2 separate regions of the Rattus norvegicus genome follow, and region 2 is linked to region 1. The links are chromatin contacts, called in public Hi-C maps. All regions are on one chromosome and are shown on one strand. Each heading gives the region's core, a stretch centred on a gene start, on an enhancer-like site or on the middle of the called end of the contact. The rest is flanking DNA. Distances are from core to core; before and after follow the strand shown. Region 1 holds the start of Rpl37a (ribosomal protein L37A). Region 2 has its middle 280 kb from the start of Tns1.

Evidence for each region. Hi-C and Micro-C count contacts between places; a contact is called where the count stands out from the background.
Region 2: a Hi-C map of Schwann cells shows a contact between it and region 1, with 7 times the contacts expected there. The contact joins the enhancer-like site here to the promoter of Rpl37a in region 1. A contact is called at or near these places in 10 of 12 Hi-C or Micro-C datasets (the A7r5 cell line, Schwann cells, frontal cortex and 6 more).

The regions. Positions count from the first base shown.
Region 1 is chr9:81,746,618-81,750,550 of GRCr8, reverse strand. Rpl37a (ribosomal protein L37A) reads right to left here and starts at 2,460. Exons shown (of 4, transcript NM_001205318.2): 1 at 2,421-2,460; 2 at 1,949-2,077; 3 at 1,472-1,554; 4 at 377-494. The coding sequence starts at 2,423. The coding sequence ends at 431.
Region 2 is chr9:82,868,028-82,872,117 of GRCr8, reverse strand. No RefSeq gene overlaps it. Among named protein-coding and RNA genes, the nearest start is that of Tns1, 280 kb to the left of the region's middle. Within about 2 kb of position 2,452, at least 5 of the 93 cell types and tissues checked have an H3K27ac peak or open chromatin away from gene starts, as enhancers often do. A contact at or near this core is called in Schwann cells, where this site is marked.

The sequences.
Region 1 (3,933 bases), core at 1,211-3,710:
TTTGTCAGAAGACCCTCATTTCTGTTACTTACCTCTATATTATTGTTCCCTATATATTATTGTTCATACAAATCTTTGTATAAACTAAATACTCTAGTTTCAGTTTGCTGACAATGTGTAGCAAACCAAGTCTGTCTAGTAAGCAAACATAACTGTCTAGTATGTTTTACAACCTTAGCAACATTTTATGAAGTATATTTCTGAAAAACTAAAATCTTAAGCCAGATGTAATGGCACACAACTGCACTTGGAAGGAGAACCAGGCACTCAAGGCCAGCCAGGGTTACACAGTATGTCTTGAAACAAAAATTTCTTTCCAAAGTTTAAAATACAACATACATCAAAATGTTATAATTAACCACAAACAAGGGAAAACTGTTGTGTAAATTAGCCCATTTATTGCAGACCAGGCAAGTCTCAGGAGGTGCTTCTACTGGTCCTTCAGTTCCTTCAGTCTTCTGATGGCAGACTTCACTGTGACTGCAGAAGTGGTACTGTTAAGAGAAACCATTTCCAACATAACTGTGCATGTTAACACAAACATCCAAGTAAACCTGTACACTGGTCCCTTGATTTTCTCCTGGAAGAAATTATTCATAGTCTCCTTCACCTCCATGCTGCAGAGAATCTTACCTAACAAGACCTCTGATGTCACACTGGCATGTCGCACCCTTTAAAAACCATGACTTGGGGCACTTTCACTCCTGATTTCTCAAATATTGAAAAAGGAGGCAGACCCAGACTCCACATGATCTTAAGGTGCTTTCCTTTGTAGACAGGACAGCAGAGGCCAATGTCAACAGTTCTAAGCCTACACTCCAAAACCAAGCAGTCAGTCAGCCCATACACTGCATGTGTGAGTAGTCAGTCACCTGTCAGGACAACTAACCCCTGCTTCCACCCTTTTGCTATCCTTGTGCACTCAAGGTGTTCTTAAACACATCCAGTGTTTTCAACACCACGACTTCAGTAAACACTGGAACCCACACGTTCAACTTCTTAGCCACTAGCCACACTCAAGAGCAGCTGTTGGTTAATTTGGAAATGCTAAAGCTCTTAAGAACAAAGCAAACAATGACAGACAGGAGGCTTCATCTCAGCATCTCACCTGGTTCTGTCAGAGTCACAGCACTAAATATGCCCAAATAGCCTCAAATCTTTCTACCAACCTCATTAACTTGCAGTGTTCAAGTTCGGTACAAACGCCAATGGACTTAGACAAACCATAATTTTCCAGTTCCAAAGACCCTAGTTGACTGTACAACTCAAAGGAATAGGAGAATCTCCATTTTAATGTAGAGAAACCATAACCTCGTTTTTTGAGACAGGGTTCCACTCTGCAGCCCTGACAAACCCAAAAGCCTATTTGCTTTACCAATCATAAAACTGAAACTAGTCCAACATGTGCCAGACCTGGAACAACAGCTGTGCGGTCCATAGACTTTCCTACACCACAAAGAAAAACACTCACTTGTAGGTCCAGGCCCCACCGGCCACTGTTTTCATGCAGGAACCACAATGCCAGATGCCAACGGCTCGTCTCTTCATCTTGGTCTGTATTTAAAAAAAAAAAAAACTTGTTATGAAATATGTAAAACATAAATCCCTGAGGCTTCCAGAGCATAAACTATGCAAAAGCCAGCTTATCCACATGGAAAATAGTTAAGTTCTAGTAACCCAAGCAGGATTTTACAGGCTACACAAACCTCTTGTGGGCTGGTACAGACTTGTTAACACAGCTATCACTCCCTACGAATGGTCGTTCAGAATACTGCCCTTTCCCTCTCCAAACCATTCATCCTTAAGTTCCTTAGTAATTCCATGTAAACAAAGAATGCTTCACAAAAAGTAACCCCAAACCCTCGTTATCTCACACTGGGCCAGCGGCTTCCCAACAGCCTTGGCTCACGAGCAATCGCACCCTCCTCCCCAGCCGGAGGCGACTTACCTTGCCACAGAAGGAGCAAGTGTACTTAGCGTGCTGGCTGATTTCAATTTTCTTCACCATTTTCCGGAGGGAGGCACCATAGCGGGTCCCGTATTTTCCGACGATCCCGACCTTCTTGGTGCGTTTAGCCTGAGGACAGAGAAACAAATGGACCAGTGACATTTAGCGACAGGAAGCCAGTTTGTGCACGCCAACACGCCGCTTAACACAAACTCAGCTGGAACCTAGTTCCCCTCAAGCTCAGCCACCAAGAACAGCATGCACCGGGAGCGCAAGGCTCCGGAGCGGCGCTGGGCCAAGTCCCATCGAGCCGCCTCCGGCAGCGTACGGAACTCCAGACAACACGAGAGTCCCGACAGCAGACAGGACACCGGACGGCACAGACTACCCGAGGGGAGTGAGGGCGGGAAGCCGGAGAGAACGGCAGATGCAGATGGATAGCGACTTCCAAAGCAGTTACGCAAAAACTCACCATGTCGCCGGAACCGAAGCCCAAGCCCGAAGAGGAAGAGACGCAACGGGCATGCGCGGTTTTAGACCGGCGAGCGGAAGTGACGTAAGCATCCTCTCTAGGACGCGAACTCGGTGTTCTAGAGGTCTATTCGCTGTCTCCTGGCGGTACGCTGGGGAATGTTTAGATGCTTAGAAGTCGTTCACTAGCTGGAAGCCCACCCTTCTTAGATTACACATACACCAAAGTTCTACAGAACAGGTGTGATTTCTTCCGTTCTGTTCGCGAGGTTTTAGGTGACTTTCCTTTAAGTGTTTAAAGCATAATGTTTGTGACTAAGTCTCATTGCCTTCCCACTATATTATATTTCTGAAATTCGTCAGGCCCGGTGCCAGATGCTGACCATAGTAAAAACCTAGGATCCGCTCCTAGGCCAATTTTCAGTTCAGCTGGGAGACAGTCATATTCGTCACAATTACGAAATCTCACAAAGTGTTGCTGATCAGAGTTCTGGGGATAAGGTAAGGAAGAGGGTCTACCTGAGTCCAAGACCCTAGAGCGGTGGTTCTCAACCCCTTTCTGATCGAGCCACCCTTTCACAGGGAATCACATAAGACCACTAGAAAACACAGATATTTACAGTTCATAACAGTAGCAAAATTACAGTTATGAAGTAGAAAGGAAACTAATTTTATGCTTGGCGGGGGATCACTACAACATGAACTGTATTAACTAGTCAGGGCATTAGGAACTTAGAGATCTGGAATTCTAAGAAAAATGTGGTTAGCTTTGAGGTGGTTTCAGCAGTTAGGAACGTTATGGTTGGATTCTCAGCCCCACAAGCAGTTCACTTTCTGAGTACCAGACACACACATGGTGCACAGTCCTTATGTGCAGGCAGAACACCACACACAAAATAATGAAATAAAATTGTTCAAAAGTAAGAAAAGTGTAATTTTGAGGCTGGGATGAGTTAACAATCATTCCAGTTTTGCCTTCCGTTTGGCCCCTCAGTCCTGACTGGGGTTTCCTATTCATTTCTGAAACCATTCGCTGGCCCAGTAATCAGATTCCTGGTCCAAGTGTTGAAACCTTAAATTCCAACACTCTGTGATCCTCAACTATTATCTTCCTCTGAGTTCTCTCCAAGGGATAAGTCAGGAAGTCCCTTTTCACATTCAGGACAGGAAGGAAGTAAATGTTTTGGTTTTTTTTTTTTGGGGGGGGGGGTATTTGATTTTGAGCCAGGGTTTCTCTCTATCTCTGGCCGTCTTAGAAATCACTATGTAGACCCCATGTGGCATAAAACTTTTTAAAGTGTGTTCTACGTGAAGAAATAATATTGTTTGTTGGCTGGGTGGTGATGGTAGATGTTTTCGATCCTAGCAATCAGGAGGAAGAGGAAAGTGGATCTCTGTGAGTTCAAGGCCATCAACAAGGCCTAGACAGCCAGGGCTAAACAGAAACCCTGCCTTTAAATTTAAAAAAAGTTTTGCTGCCTTTTTTCATGGGATGGCCAGGAAACACAAAGCTT
Region 2 (4,090 bases), core at 1,203-3,702, 1.1 Mb before region 1:
GCCGATGAGTTCTAGGCTCTAGGAAGGGAGTTTCAAAGTCTTCTATGGCCCCTCTCCCCAAAGTCTTCTTGTTCATTTCAGCCTCCATGGTGTGGCCCGTGGGAGGGGAACAGCTCGGGTAGGTACAGGGTAGACTGTGGAATAGATGACTTTGATATTCTCGTTGAAAATTTGAATTTTGAAGTTGTTTCTATCCTTTTCTGAGGTTTAGAGTTCTTCCTGTCTTTCTGCCTTCCTCACCCTTACACCCCCCTTCCGCCCCCCGCACTGTTATTAGGGAAAGAAAATTGGACATCGAGCCCATTTTGAGAACATCTCTCAGAATAATTGTGCCATGACACACAGGGAGTGCAAAGAAAAAAACAGGAAGCCAGGCTGTGAGGACTGCTTTGAAACTGGCAGGCTGCAGGCTGCAGCATGGCCATTGGCCAGACAACCTCACTGATGGCAGCCGGCCGTTCCCCACCACACTGCTTCCTGCTGGGCCTGGTTCTGAGGGATGCTGCCATGGTCTGCACTGGCTCCTGTGGTGGGGCCGATGACCTTCCTCTTCAGACCCCAAGCCCAAGTCCAGTGTGCCATGTTGACTCCATGTGGAGTGGATGCTGGAAGCCAGCCCCTGGCTCCTCCCTTGTTCTGGCCATGGGGCAAGCCTCTATGGGAAGCCTGCTTAACCACATTTGTTTGGGAGATTTTCTGGGCAGTTTAGATTTGGGTCAGAAGGTGGCTTTGAGGATTAATCGATTTCAATGTTTTTATGGTGAGTTTGGTGCCCTCCTCAACTCAGTTTTTCCACGTCTCTTAATTTCCAATTACATGTGCTGAGAGATTGGACTCTTGGAGTTCTGGGATAGTCAGAGTGCCCCTCGAGGTGGACAGGGTGTCACTGGAGGATGCTGACACCGGAGGAATTCTTCTGATGTTGCTACTGGGCAGGCACTAAGTAGTGGAAAGGGTAAAGGCCACCTGGGTGCATGACTTTTCCTTCGAGGAGGGAGCTAGCTTGGATGACCCCCCCCCCAGGAGCCATGCTGAGACTTAGAGGCAAAGAGACTTACTTTCCTATTTAAAGGGCCCTCCTCACACAGGAGGGACAAGACTCTTCTGTATCTAGCACAGCCGTAGGGGGCTTAGATGGGATGTATCCCTTTCCTCCTTTTTCGTAGGTAGGTAAACACCCATTAATTTACTGACAAAAGCAATAGTCATGGATTTAGTCTGTGATTCTGAGAGCTGGTAATTTGGATGGGGCTCAGCTGGGTGGGTCTACAGCCCTGGGCTGGGGTTTGTTCCCTAGCTCTCAGCAATCAGTCACCAGGTGGTCTGCACTTATTTGCTCACAGGTGGCAGAAGCTAAGAGGAACCAGTTTTCCTTGTTTATCCATCTTCTTAAGAGGAGATGGGGTTTGATCTGGGGAGAATGAGAAGCCCCTCCGAGCTCAGGCGCGTTAATGGCATGGCATCACATTTAACCTGAGTAAGTTGTAACATAAGCTCCAAATGTCTAGACTGCACATAAAGGGCACGGATACCAAGAAGAGTGGAGAAGGCTGGCCCCCTTTACAGTTTGGTGCTGGGGGTAGATTTTTGAGCTGATGTCCAAAGAGCTTTCTAAGGAGTTGAGCTGTTTCGCACAGGTGCAGACGGATTTGCCAACCTCTGGTCTGCTCTGGCTGAGGATCCGCTTCTCAGTGAATGAAATGCTTGGCCTCCTAAGGCCTTTTCTGGTCCCCGGTGTTTATTTAACTAGAGATTTATTCTCAACAATCTATGGTTGACAATCGTCATAGTCACGGACTATGGAGAGAACTGGAGTAATGTCCCCAATTCGTCACTGTACCATCACCCTGCCTTTGTCATACCCCATCAAGACTCCCCCAGATTCTCCTTCATCTACCATCGCTCCCTGCTGCAGAGGGCCTTGCTCACACCGACCAATCACAGCAGATTTGGTTAGGTGTAGGGAACAGAAGAGAGAGGACGGGCACCCTTAAAGGCAGCATTTTCAGGACGTTGTTTTTATCTTACAGGCTTTAAAGAAGAATGCGCTGGAGAAGAAAAAGGAAATAGCCTGTGCACAATTTTCAGAGCAACGCAGGGCGAGGCAGAGAGTAGAAAGTGGGAGATGCCAACAAGCCAAGCCCAAGTGGGTTTTCTGGGATGGAGATATAAACTTGAGCTATGAAGCTGGAGACAGGCAGGAAGTGGGCTTGGCCGGCACGAGGAGGCGCATGCGTCGTCTGGCAAACCATCCCTTTCCAGGCTTGTCTTCTCAGTTCCCTTTGGTTTCCAGCCCCTCCTGACCCTGGGGACAATGCTGCTCTGTGTTGAGACTTTTGTGATGGCTGAGAGAGAGGAAGAGAGAGAGAAAGATGGTCAGGGTGGCGGTGTGTGAATCACTCTTGTCACGTAGTCCTGTCAGCTGCAGTGGCTCCTGAGTCTGCACAGGGGTTCGGGAAACTATGGCCCAAGTTGAGCCCATGCCTGGAAGCTGGTCAGCCAGCTGCAGGGTGTGCTGCTCTGAACTACCCAGTGTGCAAAGGGCAGGACATGGGAGCATGGGGGAAGGTTTGTTACCATGGGGACAGGGTGAAAACACTCAAGCTGCAGGGATGGGTTCTGGCCTTTGCTATCTCTTTCCTAGGTTGCTATGGAGCTGATGCTCAATGCTTCTGGAAGTTCGAGGGCCTTGGGTTCATCCCAGAGATGAGGACCCTTTCTTGTCCCTTAGCTCAAGCAGGATGTGTCTTCCTTAGCCTGGGGGCTGTCCTCAGCGACTGGAAAGGAAAATGTCCCCAAGTTTAGATATGACATCTTATTCTAGTGCAAAGAAGGCAGAGTAAGTCATGCAGGATATTGAGTGCTCTGGGTTCTAAGCACTGGCTTTGGAATAGGAAACTAGAGGTTCAAAGGCTGGCACATTGCAAAGACATAGAGTCAGGAGGGGATGTCCTTGGTGCCAGGCACTGAGGGAAGTCTGTGTTGCTTGAAGACAGCATGGGTTTCTGAGGATGGAAGCAGCCCTCCATAACTCCCCGTATCTCTGTTTCACCTTAGAAAAGGAGGTAAGAAATCCTGTGATCCACACAGGGTCTCAGTGTGATTCATCCAGCCTCTATGCCTTCTCTCATCTGACCAGCAGAGGGCAGTGTGGTACTGTCGGTGGAACTGACTCAGTAAGGTTTCTTTCCACTCCAGTACTTGCCTCCTAATCTTTTAAAACCGAAGCTGCTTACACACAACCTTGTCTGTCAGAATGGCATGGATTAGACTGGCACTCTGAGCCCCTTTTCTGACAGAATGCCGCCCCCCCCCCCCCGCGCGCTTATTCAGAGACCATCTGAACTCTCACCTCCGTTCCTTGGGCCCAGCAGGTGACTCAGAGCCTCAGGGATAAGGTCCATGGGAGGGCAGGCACGGTGGGCGAGCGTAAATGGTTTTCAAGATCCATTCTTAGCTGCTTCTTGAGCCAGTTTTGAGAGTGGGTGGACTGCTCCAGCCTATTAAGGAACGTGAGATGCTCCCTTCCTCTACCCCCCCCCCCCGCACCCCCTATGTCTGACTTTCGCCCCCCGGGGGTTGATGGGAGGACTCTACTGGATCCCTGTGGGATTCCCGGACTACCCATACAACCCCGGCAAGTCTCTTCTCTCCAGAAAGCACTTTCTCCATTGGAAAAGTGAGAGCGTTGGGGTCTTATGGCCTGAAAAGGCTTGGAATGGTCACCTTTCCTATTTCTACGTTGGGACTCTGTTTCCTTCCGATTGCAGGTTAGCTGATTGAAGAATAAAGACTGGACGGGTGAAGGGTACTCACTCTAGGATTGTAACTAGGAATATAAGCTACTGTCTGCCTCGCCATTGCTCATCTCTGACGATTAGGTACAACTTTATCCCCATCTAAGCTCAGGGCAGCTCGATCGAACCACACTTCTCATGTGATAAGCAGTGGGGGAGCAGCACCCTGGGGGAGCAGCACCCGGATGCTCCACGTGTGAGCTCCACAGGGCTCCAAACTCTGCCTGCCATCTGCTAAATGCTGGGGGCACAGCTCGTGCGTGCCCTGTTCTTTTAAAGACGGGAGGAGTCTG